Linked DNA regions of Sus scrofa: region 1 is linked to region 2. Evidence: chromatin contacts called from public promoter capture Hi-C data. All regions are on one chromosome and are shown on one strand. Each heading gives the region's core, a stretch centred on a gene start, on an enhancer-like site or on the middle of the called end of the contact. The rest is flanking DNA. Distances are from core to core; before and after follow the strand shown.

Region 1 (6,446 bases), core at 2,472-4,971, 200 kb after region 2:
GGGCCCAGAAAATTCCACTTGCTTGTGGGTGCAGTCATTAAAAAACAAAACTAAACTAAACTAAACTGGATTACAAGATTAATCATGACTCCACTTAGAAATCTCTCTTATACTATGGATCTTATGGCCCTAATGCAGTGAATGATTTTCAAACAAGCAAGAGAGCTTGTTAAAAGGGCAAATTTCCCAGACCCAATTCTACAGATTCTGAATTTATAAGATCTTTAGTGGGGCTCAGGAATCTACAATTTTTTTTTCTTTTTTGGCAGCACCCATGGCATATAGGAATCCACAAATTTTAACAAGCATTCAAAGTAACTCTATTCCAAGTAGTCAGGGTTAACATCTGAAAACTCCTACAGTGTTTTAACTCAACTAAGATCTTCAATCTATAAACAAGATAAGCTAATCGGAGCAAGGTTAAATGCTTTACTCAAGTTTAGAGTTCCCAATTCCTGCCAGGCCGACACTTGAGCCTTCATCCCCAGAGCCTTCACGGTTTCTTCAGCTTCTCCCACTACCTTGTTCCTACCCACTTTCAAAGCAAAATTCTGTGATAAGGTCTTTCCTGGCCACCTGGGCCCACGCTGGGGTTGCATTGTTAAGTTTTTGATATCTTTTTCCATGACTGGAATAAAAAGCTCCCTGGGGAGAAACTGAGCTTTTACTTTTGTATTCCTTTCACTGTGAGACATATGAGTATTCCTTTTTACCGCCTTCAAATTGCAAGCAGTATCCTCCTTTTCTCCCCCGCAAGTAAACACCTGGCACAGTGCAAAGCATAAGTACTAAATAAACGGCAGCTTATACTTCTCAACCCTGTAAAGCAGTGTTCTTCTAACTGTGGTACGCCTCAGAATCAAATGTGAAACCAATTTAGTGGGTCACAAATACTGCTGAAGAAAATGTGTGGGGGTACTGTAATGTAAAATGTTATTTTCTACTGTAGGTTGCAGTCAAAAGCATTTGAGAGCCACAGTTTTATCAATGTTGATAAGACTTTCCAACACATCTTCACCATCACGCAGGCAAATACATTTTCTCAGGAAACTAACATTCAACCATCCCGTTACTGTTCCTCTTCTCCAATCCCCAAAAGTGATACTAGATGGATTGAGCCATTCCCCTTCCTTAACCAAATGAAAAGGAGAAGGGAGAAGTCCTAAGTCTGTTGAGCATTTTTCACAGGACAAGTTCCACAGGAGCCTGCATGTGCTCCCTCTTCAGATGGATTACCAAAGTCATTCTTCAGCAGTATTTGTGACCCACTAAATTGGTTTCACATTTGATTCTGAGGAGTACCAGTCAGAAGAAGTTGTGATGCACTTCTTCGGATGGGCTCGTGGAACACTAGTCTCTCAACCCAACTTTACCTAAAATTCTAGATGTCCCAAACAGAGCTCTGAAGGTTTCACAACCTGTTTCATCCACACAGAGCCTACGATTATTAACGTGCTGTTTCCCCCCCCCCCAAGATCATCTTCCTATTTTGGAACCAGGTTCTTAATTTCCACCATAACATTACTTTCTGGTAATCCTTGATGCTCTCTACATATTTAAATAGAACTACGTATGTTCCAAATCAGTTCTATTTTCTCTTCTCCCAACTTAAGGTAGTATTCATACTGGCAAAGTTGTCTCCTTTTCCAGGTCAGGTATGTACCCTGCATTCTCTTAATCAGCAGGTCTAATCTAGGCCTAATACAGAAGTAACTGTGACCTGTCATTTTCTAATAGTCTTATTCTTTGTACTGTGCCCAACAATACCCTCATTACTTTAGCTTGAACTCAAACCCCACTTCCCCCCATAACTTGCCTAAATCCCTCCTATGGAATGACTTTCCCACTCACCAAACCTCATTTACACTGCTCACACCTCTACCGTACCCACCAATCAGTCTAAAACATATTAGCGTTATTTTTGAATCTGTCTCCTACACTACTCTCCATGACTGACTCTAACTCCCATGTGTATACCTCCCACTGTCCAGCCAACACCAGAGTGCATTTCACACAGCACTTTATTGTACTGAAAAGGTGAAGAGCTAAATTCAGTGGATATAAAAATAGGTTAGGAGCTGTTTCTAATTTTGCACACCCTCCATACTCTGCTCAACTGTACAGGATTTTCACAAGATAAATAAAAGCATGAACGTTGGATTGAGAGAACCATGGGGAAATGGCAATAAAGACGGGAGACTGTAGAAATAAAACGCGAAGGCCGGATAAAACGGATGCGATGCTCTCCGCATTTCCACACGTGCTCCGGTAAAACGGTGCCTTGACTCCCTCTCGCAGCCTTCACCATTCTGCTCTGTCATCCCTTTACTCTGTCTCAAATCCTCTCTCACCACTTAGCTGGACTTGCACTTGCCTTAGCGCTCTTTCAGGACCACGTCCCCCCGAGGTACATTAGCCAACAGACTAGACTCCCTCTTGCCTTGCTCCTGTGCCGGCCTCCATTGGCCACATTCACCAGAGTGAGAGTGGGCAACCATTTCCCTTCAACAGTCCCAACTAAAATGGAAGCGCGTCTAGACCTGGGTACCTTTAATCCTCGTGTGATCCCCCCCACATTTTTAGGTCACCGTTATCTCCTCCCCTGACAACCACCTCAATGTGACTTGAACCCGGCTCTGTGTGCCCAGGCGCAGTCTTGCCACAACTTCCCAGGACCACCTTAAGGTCCCATCGCCCTCCACACACACATGCAGCCTGCCCAGTAGGCCTCAGAGAGTTGGTATGTCATTCCGGCGGTCTGGGTTCCCGAAAAAGACTTGACTTCTAGGCGCTTTTATTTGAACCTACCCCATACCGTCTAACTTCCTCCCTTGAAACTGCTCGTATCCACCCGTCCTATACTTCCTGAGTTTCCACCATTCTCCAAGTAACGTGTCCACCGATCACCTCCTCCGTCCGGGGAGACCTGCGCCCCGGCTCCCGACTGATCTCACTCCTTCCCTTTTCCATTCCCGACTGGGGCTACTGGAGCTCGGCCTCCGGCTCCGCTCAAGGGGCTCCACGCCGGCCCCTCGCCCTCACTCTCCCACCGCTCCTCCCCTACTCACTTTGGGCTTCTCGGGCAATTTCTTTCGGTTCTTCTTCTTCTGCTCCTCGTTCCTGAGATTCTTGAGCAGGGCTAGGTCATCAGCGGCCGGGGCTGGCGAGGCCGCCGCCTCCTCCCGCTTGCGGGGCGGGCTCCTCTGCTTTTTGCGGGCGCCGGCGCAAGCCGCGGCCCAGCCGTAGCCGAGCAGGAAGAGCAGCAGCAGCCCGAGGGCGCCCGTGCCCACCAGGATCACCCAGCCCGGGTACCGCTTCGGCTCCAGCCCCAGGTCGAGGCCCAGCTCGGTGCGCAGAAAGCTTAGGCCGACCGAGAGCATTTCTCGTAGCCGGGCCGAGCCCTCCTCGGCCTGGTGGGCCAGCTCGTCCTGCCAGCTCCGTGCAGCCATCTTCCCTCCCGTCAGGGGGACTCTCGGGATGACGCTGGGGCGCACAGACGCCGTGGGACAGTCAAGGGAAGCAAGGAAGGGCCGGGCCGGTCTGCCTCAGGCCGAGCGCATCGCGGCCGCCCCTCGCGCCGGGGCCGGGGATCGGCCGCTCCTGTCGCCAGGAGAGGGGGCTCCCAGTTCCCCCTTGTCAGCCTCACTCCGCCGCCGCCAAGAGGAGGGGGGCGGCGGGAGGGAGTGTCTCCAGTGGCGGCCGCTAAGCGGCGTGTCGGCGCCAGTGCCAGGCCCCGCTGTCCTCCTTCGGCGGAACAATGGCGGCTGCGGCCGCGACCCACGCCGCGCGCAGAGACGTCGAGCAGGGCCGCGGGTCACGTGGGAGCAGGTGGGCGTGGCGTGGGTGTCACGTGGGCGCGAGCGAGGCCGGGCTGGGCGGGAGCTGTTGGAGCGAGGGAACCGCCGTGGCGGCGGCTGGTGGTGACACATCTGGGCCTGGTGGAGGCGCCGCGCTTTGGGTACGGGTGACTCTGGGCGGAAGGCTAGGAGGGGTTAACTGGAGGAAGCCTTTTCGGGGTGGCTGGTGGCCGGGAGCTGGGAGACGTGGCGCTTTGAATGAGTCCAGGGGAGGGGCTCTCGAGGAAGGCTGGGGGCTGCGGGGGGTGTGGAAGAGGGCGAAGAGCGAGGAACCGGGTCACAGGTTCTAGGTCAAAGTCGCCTCAGTAGGTGTCTGTTTTCTTCGTTCTTTTTCTGGGAGAGGTGTTGAAGTGGAAGCGCTTTTTTCACCCTGGGGCGACTAAATGGTTCCAGCGTGGGCTCAGCTGAGTCTGGAGCTGGGCACTCTTCTTCGAGGGCCTGAGTTTATTTAGTTGTCAAATGGGGTTTGTATTCTTCAGGGCCACCTTACCCGCATTGCGTGCCTACCATTTGCCTGTCCGGCCAGGGCGCTTTCGCGTGGTTTCACTCCACTCTTGCTCTTCGTGCTGTCAGTTAGTGGAACTCAAAAGGTGGAAAGCCCATGGACAGCGTTATTTTCCTACTCATTTCGAGCTTCAGCAAGAAATAATGAGAAACACGTTAGATTGTATTATACATATAGAGGTAAGTTTCCTTGTGCTTTAAGCTTTTATGCAAGTTCACAAAAGGAGTTTCCAAAAATTCTATTTAAAAATTTTTTTAAAAATTCTTGGTAATTTACAACGTTGTGCTAATTTCTGCTGTACAGCAAAGTGACTCAGTTATACATAAAACTTCTATTTTTGTATGCTGTGCTGACCATATCTGGGTAGAAATGAATTTTCAGATCTTAATTACAAAGATTATATTTGGGGGCTGCTTTAGATTTTTGAAGTTACATTTCCCTGTAAGGAAACTCAGTGTTTTATCATTAGCTAATAATTAGCGTGTAAGCAAGTGTCCTAAGTGAACTAAATACAGACTTTTTCAAAGACTAGGAAAGGGGTAATATTAATAAGTACAGAGTGCCAAAAATGTATTTAGGAGTATTTTGACCTACTTTTGCAGTGGCGTTGTAATGCATGTTGTGATTAATGGGTGGAAAGGAGTTTGGTAAATAATAAATAAAATAAATAAACGACTCTTGCTAAGCTTTATACAGACTTATAATTAAAGACAGTGTAAATTACAAAGCACAAAACTTCGATGTCATCAGAATTGCTTTATCTCTACAAGGTTCCAAGTTCCATTTATATTTATGAAAGTGGTGTATAATTCTATATTTGGTTCCAGAGACATGAAGGGTGGTGATGTTCCTAAGAAGTCCCACTGCCCTTTCTAGGTTAACACCTGTGGATTTATTTGTTTATTTATTTTTGTCTTTTGGTGGCTACACCCATGGCATGTGGAAGTTCCCAGGCTTCGGGTCCAATCTGAGCTGTAGCTGCTGGACTTCGCCACAGCTCCAGCAACACCAGATCTGAGCCTCGTCTTCGACCTACACCACAGCTCACAGCAATGCTGGATCCTTAACCCCCTGAACAAGGATAGGGATTGAATCTGTGTCCTCACCGATACTAGTTGGGTTCATTACTGCTGAGCCACGACGCGGGAACTCTAACCCCTAAGGATTTATGAATTAAGCTATTATACAGTAATTATAGCTGGGTTTGCCTATTCCTTTGGCAGCCTGTCAAGTATTGATTATGTTAAATCCTATCACTGTTCCTTCTTTTTCCTGTTACTCTCCTTTGACCTTAAAACACTGTTTATATTCTTTTGCATTTCATGTGGTCATGAGCATTCATGTTAATTTAATAGCCCATTTGATAAAGCTTGCCAGGGATGTCTGGTAGCCCCACAAAGTTAGGTTTATTAACTTGGAGCAGAGTGAAATTTAGGTAGAATTTAAATGAAGCAATGCTTTGAAGGACTCAAAGCAAAACAAGCTGTGTCTAAAAGAGTTAACATCAGGCTTGGCCTAAGTAGACTCAGAATTCTAACTCCTTGGAAATGGCAAAGTTAATACAAATGTGAAATGTCATTTCTGAAACTCTTTCCTTGAAGCAGGTAGGTTGAAAATGAAGACTGCTTATTCTGAGAGTCAGAGTGACACATACAATGGAATACCACTCAGAAATAAAAAGGAGTGGACTATAAATATGTACAGCAATATTCATGAATCTCAACATAATTATGCTGAGTGAAAGAAGCCAGGCAAAAAAAACTATGTACTGTATGATTATTTCATTTACATAAAACTAGAAAATGCAAACTAATGTATAGTGACAGCAAATCAGTAGTGACTTGGCAGGGGAGATGGGGAGCAAGGAGAGGTGAGAGGGAGGGATTATGAAGGGGCCAGAGGAAACTGCAGAGTGAGAGATGCGTTATCTTTATTGCTATGAACTTAGCAGGTTGTATACTTTAGATATTGTAGTTTGTGTCAAATATACCTCAATAAACAGTTCACAGAATTTTTTGTGTGTTTTAAGTTTTTAGGGCTGCACCTGTGGCACATGAAAGTTTCCAGTTTAGGGGTCTAATCAG
Region 2 (6,793 bases), core at 1,528-4,027:
AAGGGAATTTCTTCTTTATCCTTTTCTTTAAATCCTGGGCCTTGGAGTTCCTGTCGTGGTTCAGGGGAAACAAATCTGACTAGCATCCATGAGCACGTGGGTTCAATCCCTGGCCTTGCTCAGCGGGTAAAGGGTCCGGCATTGCCCTGAGCTGTGGTGTAGGCTGTAGATGTGGCTCAGATCACAAGTTGCTGTGGCTGTGGCACAGCTGGCAGCTACAGCTCCGATTTGATCCCTAGGCTGGGAACCTCCATATGCTGTGGGAGTGGCGCTAAAAAGCAAAAAAAAAAAAAAAAAAAAAAAAAAAATCCCGGGGCCTCATTTCAACAACCTCTTGCTGAAGATGGCATTGCTGGTAAGAACTTGGGGCATGACCACCATCTAAGGGTCTCTCAGAGGTGGACTCTGCTATAGCAGTTCCAGCCAGTGAGCTCAGGCCTCAGTGCCTCCAGTGTCCTGGGGCCTGGACACCAGAGCAAGCAACCCTGGAGCCTGCTGTGTAGAAAAGAAAGGCCTGGCAACAAGGGAGGCTGACTGAATTCTATTGGCAGGAATAGAAGTTGGGGCAGACAGGGAAACAGAAGGTGAAGAGCCACAGACATCCACATTCTCAACACGGGAGTCTCGGGGATCAAGCTTCAGGCGCTGAGAGGAAACTTTCCAGACTCTAAACCCATCTTGGTTTTCAGAGGCTGTCCTGTTGGAAGCAGGCAGGGAGAGCTGTGCATGACACACTCCTGAATGGAAAACTCCAGCTAAATACACGTGCATTATCTGCACCCTCGCGTATCGTTGGAGAACCTGTCTTCCGAAATTGGAGGAAGTGACTGTTTCCAGAAATGCCCTGCTTTTCTGAAGAGACAGGGGATGGAAAGCACCCCCTAATCCTAGGACGCCTGGATTAAGCTCTTTTTCTTTTTCGTTTCTCTTTTTTCTTTCGTTCTTTCTTTTTAGCACCGAACCCTCAGCATATGGAAATTCCCAGGCTAGGGGTCGAATGGGAGCTCCAGCTGCCAGCCTACACCACAGCCACAGCAATGCAGGATCCGAGCCGCTTCTGTGACCTACACCACAGCTCAAGGCAACCCCGGATCCCCCACCCATTGATCGAGGCCAGGGATAGTACCGGCATCCTCATGGTTACTAGTGGGATTTGCTTCTGCTGTGCCACAACCGGAAATCCGTGGATTAAGGTCTTTATTCCTCAAAGCCCTGTAGGTATTATCCTCCCCATTAGACAGATGAAGAGAGTGAGGCATAGATCAGCTGGGTCACTCCATGGTTACTAACCCGAAAGCTTCACTCACAGCCACGGTCTGAACCTAAGCAGGCCAACCCCAAAGTCACTGCTCTTGCCCCTTGCAGCCTCCTGCCTGGCCGATTGCTGGAAGTCAATTAAACACACTTGGCACAGATGCAGCCCGGCTCCCTGATTTACGATGGTTTGAAACTTGATCATTTGGGTTTGTTCAGAGTGAGAGCATGCGTTCCCCAGGAGCTACCTTCCTGTGCGTCCAGTTCTGGACACCTTAACGGGAGAGGGTCCCCATTTTTCTGTCCTCTCTCTCAACTGTTCTTGGGGGTTCTAGCAACGACCACAAAATGCCCTCCCCTTTCTTTCATTTCTCCACAATGAAGGGAAGCTGGAGCTTTAGCTGCCAGGGAGAACCAAGAACGAAATGCAGATGACACGGGCGTTAAATACCAGCCGACCAAGGTGGGGGGGTGGGGAGGGGGAGAGGCGGAATCGATCCTCTCGCCAGTTGAATAGGAATCACACGACGGATCCCCGCTCAACAAGTCTCCCTTTCCCGGGTCGGTAGAGACCAGGTCTGGGCGTCCCCGGGGCGAGGCACAGCGCCCCCACGGGGCCCTGCGGGGTGGCTGCTGCGCGGTGCGCCTGGCGCAGGGAGCGCGCGGAAATCGCCTGGCCCGGAGGCCTGACTTATCCCAGCCTGGGGTCCCGCAGCGTCGCCTACCCTCTCGCGCTCTGCCCCGAGGGGTCGGGAGACCCGGGCCTGGGCGGAGGGGGCACTCGGAGGGAGGGACCCCGCGGAACCGCAGGAGCCAGGCGCTGGCCTGGGGGCAGACTCGGCATGCGTCGGTGCCCAAGCTCTGTCTGTCTGTCCATTAGTCGGTGGATCTGTCTACGCCTCGAGGCTGCGGGGGCCATGCAGGGCCCCGGGGGGAGCGCGCCCCGCTCACCTGCAGCTGCTGCAGCCCGCGCCTGGGAAGCGAGACTAGGGCGCAGCCGCCTGGGTCCTCCTCGCTGGTCTCCTCGCCGCTCCGAGAGCCACGGCTCTCCTCAGGGATCGCTCGTGGGAGCCGAGGAAGAAGCCCGAGCCGCTACCGCTGTCTCCTCCTTCGCCGCTTCCTCCAACTCCCATCCCAGAGAGCTTCCCTCGCTAGCTGGCTGCCTGGGCGGCTCTGGGCCAGCGCGGGCGGGCGGCGGGGGAGGCGGCGCCGCGGAGGGTGGGGAGCGGGCCGGCGGGAGGAGGGGTGTCCTCTTTGGGGATGGGGCAGGCGCGGAGAGGGAGCGGCCGCGAAGACGGCCCCACCCTGCAGGCAACCCCGGGAGCTGGGCACCTTGGCCGCGCGCCCTGCCTTCTGCCACCTCGCTCCGCGCAGTCGGTCCGCAAGTCCGGGCGGGGATCGGACTCCAGGGGTCTGGAACCGCAGGCTCAGATCCACAAGGAGCTTTGGGGCTCGGCGGGAGGGGAGGGGGGTGTGAGATGGGGAAGCGAGGAGAGCATCTCCTGGGGGAAGGAAGGCGTGACAGGCGTCCTATTTCCTGAACTTGGGGTCATGATCTGCAGGAGGCGACGATCGATGACGCTGAGAAGAAAAAAAGTGGTGAGAACTGGGATAATTAGCAACAAGTACCAGAAGCTGTCTTGGCAGTGCCCAGAGCACCAGTGTCAATTCATCTTAACGGAGCGTCCACTGGCCGCGGACCAGGCCCTGGGGTGGGGAGGGGAGTAAGGATGGAAAGGAAACAAGCTCCTACCCTGAAGGAGCAGAGAAAGTCTAATCCAGGCAAGACTTTTGAAATGTTGGATGAAGATGTTTGCATTTTAGTGAAGGGGCGGGGGGGGGGGGGAACATGCCCTTAGAAGTCCCCAGGGACTTTGGAGGGATGCACCGGACAGGATTGGTCAGTGGCAGGGAAGGGGCTGGCGCTGCCCCCCTGTTCCTGTCCAGCTGGAAGTGGGGTCTGTACAACAGGCCAGAACATCTCCTAATAATTGCCCCAAAATTCTAACCTCAAACCATTAACCCAACCACTCAATTCAGGTTTTAACAAGCTATGGGGGAGAGGCAGCAGAACTGCGTTTCAAAATCTCTGGTGCCAGAGTCTGATCATTTAAAGTTCTCTTGGCTGCCTTTACCCTGAACCATCACTCCTATTTGATGACAAGGTTGGTTTCTGGAGAATAAATAAAAACCATGTACAAAATCAATTCTTCAGGAAAGCTCCAGGTGAGGAATTAAAATTACAGTCATGGAGTTCCTGTTGTGGCGCAGCAGAAACAAATCTAACTAGGAACCATGAGGTTTCGGGTTTGATCCCTGGCCGCGCTCAGTGGGTTAAGAATCCAGTGTTGCCATGAGCTGTGGTGTAGGTCGCAGATGCGGCTCAGATCCTGCGTTGCTGTGCCTTTGGTGTAGGCCGGCAGCTGTAGCTCTGATTTGACCTTTAGCCTGGGAACCTCCGTATGACGCGGGTGCGGGCCTAAAAAGCAAAAAAAAAAAGAAAGAAAAAAAGAAAAAATTCCAGCCATAAGGCAAGGGGTTAAGCCACTGGGCAGCTCAGTGGTATGTATCATGATGCCAAAAAAGAATCTTGGATTCATGTTCCCTTAGCCTGCACCTTAGGCCCACTGGGCACTCTTGGCTGCCTGCCTTGATTAGAAATAGTTTCTTTGTATGTCTTTGGGAGGAGGTAGGTGGAGGTCAGAAAGCAGAGGAAAGTCTTCCGGAAATGTTTGGTCTCTGCAGTTCTAGATCCCACAAATGAAAATTCTTCCTGAGTCTGGGCCAGTGAAAAAATCCCCCAGGAGCTAGGGAAGTTGAGTTACACTTTACGGAAACTTACAGTTTAAATGTGTTGCCTTCGTCCAAGACACCAGGATGATCCAGTCATTTACCAGGAAAACAACCGCAATTCCAAAATCCTTCCAAATGTTAAGGAACTGTCATTTAGAAACAGATTTCAGTGGGTCTGGTGTACGCCAGGGCAGATGGGTATTTTCCCCCAGGGAGGTCTATCAGAATTCTTCAGAAGAGGGAGTCTCCATAGGAAGCATCCCTGGAGCCAAGTGGAATAGGTCAATGAGTTGTTCTACCTTGTGGAATGATCTTCAGGTCTGCCGGGGGGGGGGGGGGGGGGGAAGCAAAAGTGTGTTCGAGATCCCAAAACATGAAGTCAGAAAAAAACCATGTCTTAATTTCCCAGTTACCTTTGAGGTGAATGCAAGTTAACACTCATACAGGCAGCTGGGGAAAGCCCAAATGTGCCTTGTTAACCACAGGGATTGCTATGGGCTCAGTGCAGGGACCTTTATTCACAAGTAGGGGGTTCCGATGATGTCCAGTTCTCATGCAGGCTCTCATGCAAGCAGACAAGAACAAGGGTGTATAGTGTCTCAGAATTCAAGAGTTAATTAGATGGATAACTGTTTAAACTACTTAGAGATCTGTAGCTATACTGGGTTCAACTCACTTCTCTGTCTCCACAGGGGTCTCTTGTGGAGCAAGAATTTGCATTGCTGGGGCTGTGGTGTAGGCCAGCAGCTGTAGCTCCCATTCGACCCCTAGCCTGGGAACTTCCATATGCCTCAGGTGCAGCCCTAAAAAGAAAAAAAAAAAAATTTAATTAAACAAAAAAGAATTTGAGGGGGATGGACAGTCATTTGATCCAGGCCTCTGGCACGTTCAGGAAAAGGCTCAAATATAGATTTTAGCCATAAGCATTCATTTGATCCTTGCAAACATTAAAACTTTTTCTTTTGTTTTGTTTTGCATTAAAACTCATCCTAGAGGGCAGATTGAAATGAGACTCTATCAGACCAAAGGGGACCAGAATATAAGGAAACCAAAGACCAGACAGATTGGGTCACAGAATTCATAGCCTAAAATATTTTTTTTTTCTTTTTATGGCTGCACCCATGGCATATGAAGTTCCTGGGCTACAGACTGAATCTGAGCCACAGCTGCAACCCACAACCCAGCTGCAGCAATGCCAGATCCTTTAACTCATTGTGCCAGGCCAGGGATCAAACCCATGTCTTTGCAGTGACCCGAACCACTGCAGTTGGATTCTTACCCCACTGTGCCACAGCAGGAACTCTAAAATAAATCTTGTATAAATTTTTTTTCTTGAAAATAGAAACATCACTTTTATCGTCAAGATAGGGCCACAATGGTCAGCGCCACAGGACACAAATGAGGAGGATTCTCAAATTGCAGTGTCACTTCACTGGCACTGTTTCTCTAGGTGACTGATGCTGTTTGACTCCCAGGTAAACTGTTGGAGTTCGTCCCTCTCCCACTCAGGTGGAAGGGCAGGTTGTCTCACCGGGAAGAGAAGCCTGACTCTTTGAGCCACCTCTGACCCTTTGGGTCAGTGCTCGAGATAAGGCAGAGAGGGGAGCATTGTAACTAGTGGCTGGGTGTCCACTCCAGCCTTGGGTAAGGCACCTCTTGCCTGGGGCAGTGCTTCCTTCCAGATGCACCATTAACATGCACAGCTGGTTCTAAGTCCAGAGTCTCCCCTAGAGAACAGGCTGGCTGATGGCACCATCATCCTAAGTGAAATGATTTCTAAATAAACGTATCATCACACCTTGGAAAGACAGGATGAAAGTGATCAGGAAGCATTCCCACTGTGGCTCAGCAAGCTAAAAACCCAGATGGTATCCATGAAGACGCAGGTTTGATCCCTGGCCTCACTCAGTGGGTTAAGGATCCATCGTTGCCATGAGCTGCAGTATAGGTCACAGATGCAGCTCGGATTCAACCCCTGGCCGCCTGGAAACTTCCATATGCCATGGGTGCAGCCCTAAAAAAAAGTTATAAATAAATAAATAAATAATAATCATGGGCAAGACTGAGTGGAAATCTGACTAGTATTCTTGAATATTGACAAAGCTGAAACATTGTTCATTTCCCTGGAGACTAGTTTCCACTTTTGAAGTGGAGGATGGACTTGCTACATGTGGAAGCATCACTCAGCAATCCAGATTGCTACTTCTTTCCTCCCTAAGCCCAGGAATGGGCACAACGTAGTCTGCTATTAGAAGCCAACAGCCTCATCCCCTTGACACTCAGCTAACTGGCTTCTCACCGTGCCAGTACCAAGTCTCTGCATCCATTGCCTGGTGTTAAATCAGATCGCCAAGATCCTTGGGCAATGAGTATGTGTATCCGTTCTGTAAAATCCTCCAGCATGCTGGCAGAGCTCAATAAATGGCAACTCAAGAATAGCAAAAATATCAGAAGTCAAGACTTTTCCATGTTCTCTCTTGCTGAAGAAAATAACTAGACATAGTTATTACTGGGGTCCAACAGAAGGGGAAAGCCTACAGATGGCCCAATGGAAACTAAGGCAATGAACTCCTGAGAGCCACAATAAATCAGAAGATGCAGAAAAATAAGATGTAATGCAATGACGTGAACAATTTTTTGCTGATAGAGCACTCTCTGAAAAGGAGCAATGGAAATGTCTGGACTCATTTAAAACAAGAATTGACAAAGCAATTCCCAAGTATGGAAAGGGCCAGAACATTACTGG

Evidence for each region. Promoter capture Hi-C pulls out the DNA fragments that hold promoters and counts their contacts.
Region 1: a promoter capture Hi-C map of fetal liver shows a contact between it and region 2, with 2.0 times the contacts expected there. The contact joins the promoter of MTDH here to the promoter of MATN2 in region 2. A contact is called at or near these places in 2 of 5 promoter capture datasets (fetal liver and fetal skeletal muscle) and 1 of 2 datasets of contacts at active chromatin or transcription factors (skeletal muscle).

The regions. Positions count from the first base shown.
Region 1 is chr4:39,109,584-39,116,029 of Sscrofa11.1, forward strand. MTDH (metadherin) reads right to left here and starts at 3,722. Exons shown (of 12, transcript NM_001244623.1): 1 at 3,069-3,722. The coding sequence starts at 3,449.
Region 2 is chr4:38,912,306-38,919,098 of Sscrofa11.1, forward strand. MATN2 (matrilin-2) reads right to left here and starts at 2,778. Exons shown (of 19, transcript XM_021089066.1): 1 at 2,206-2,778.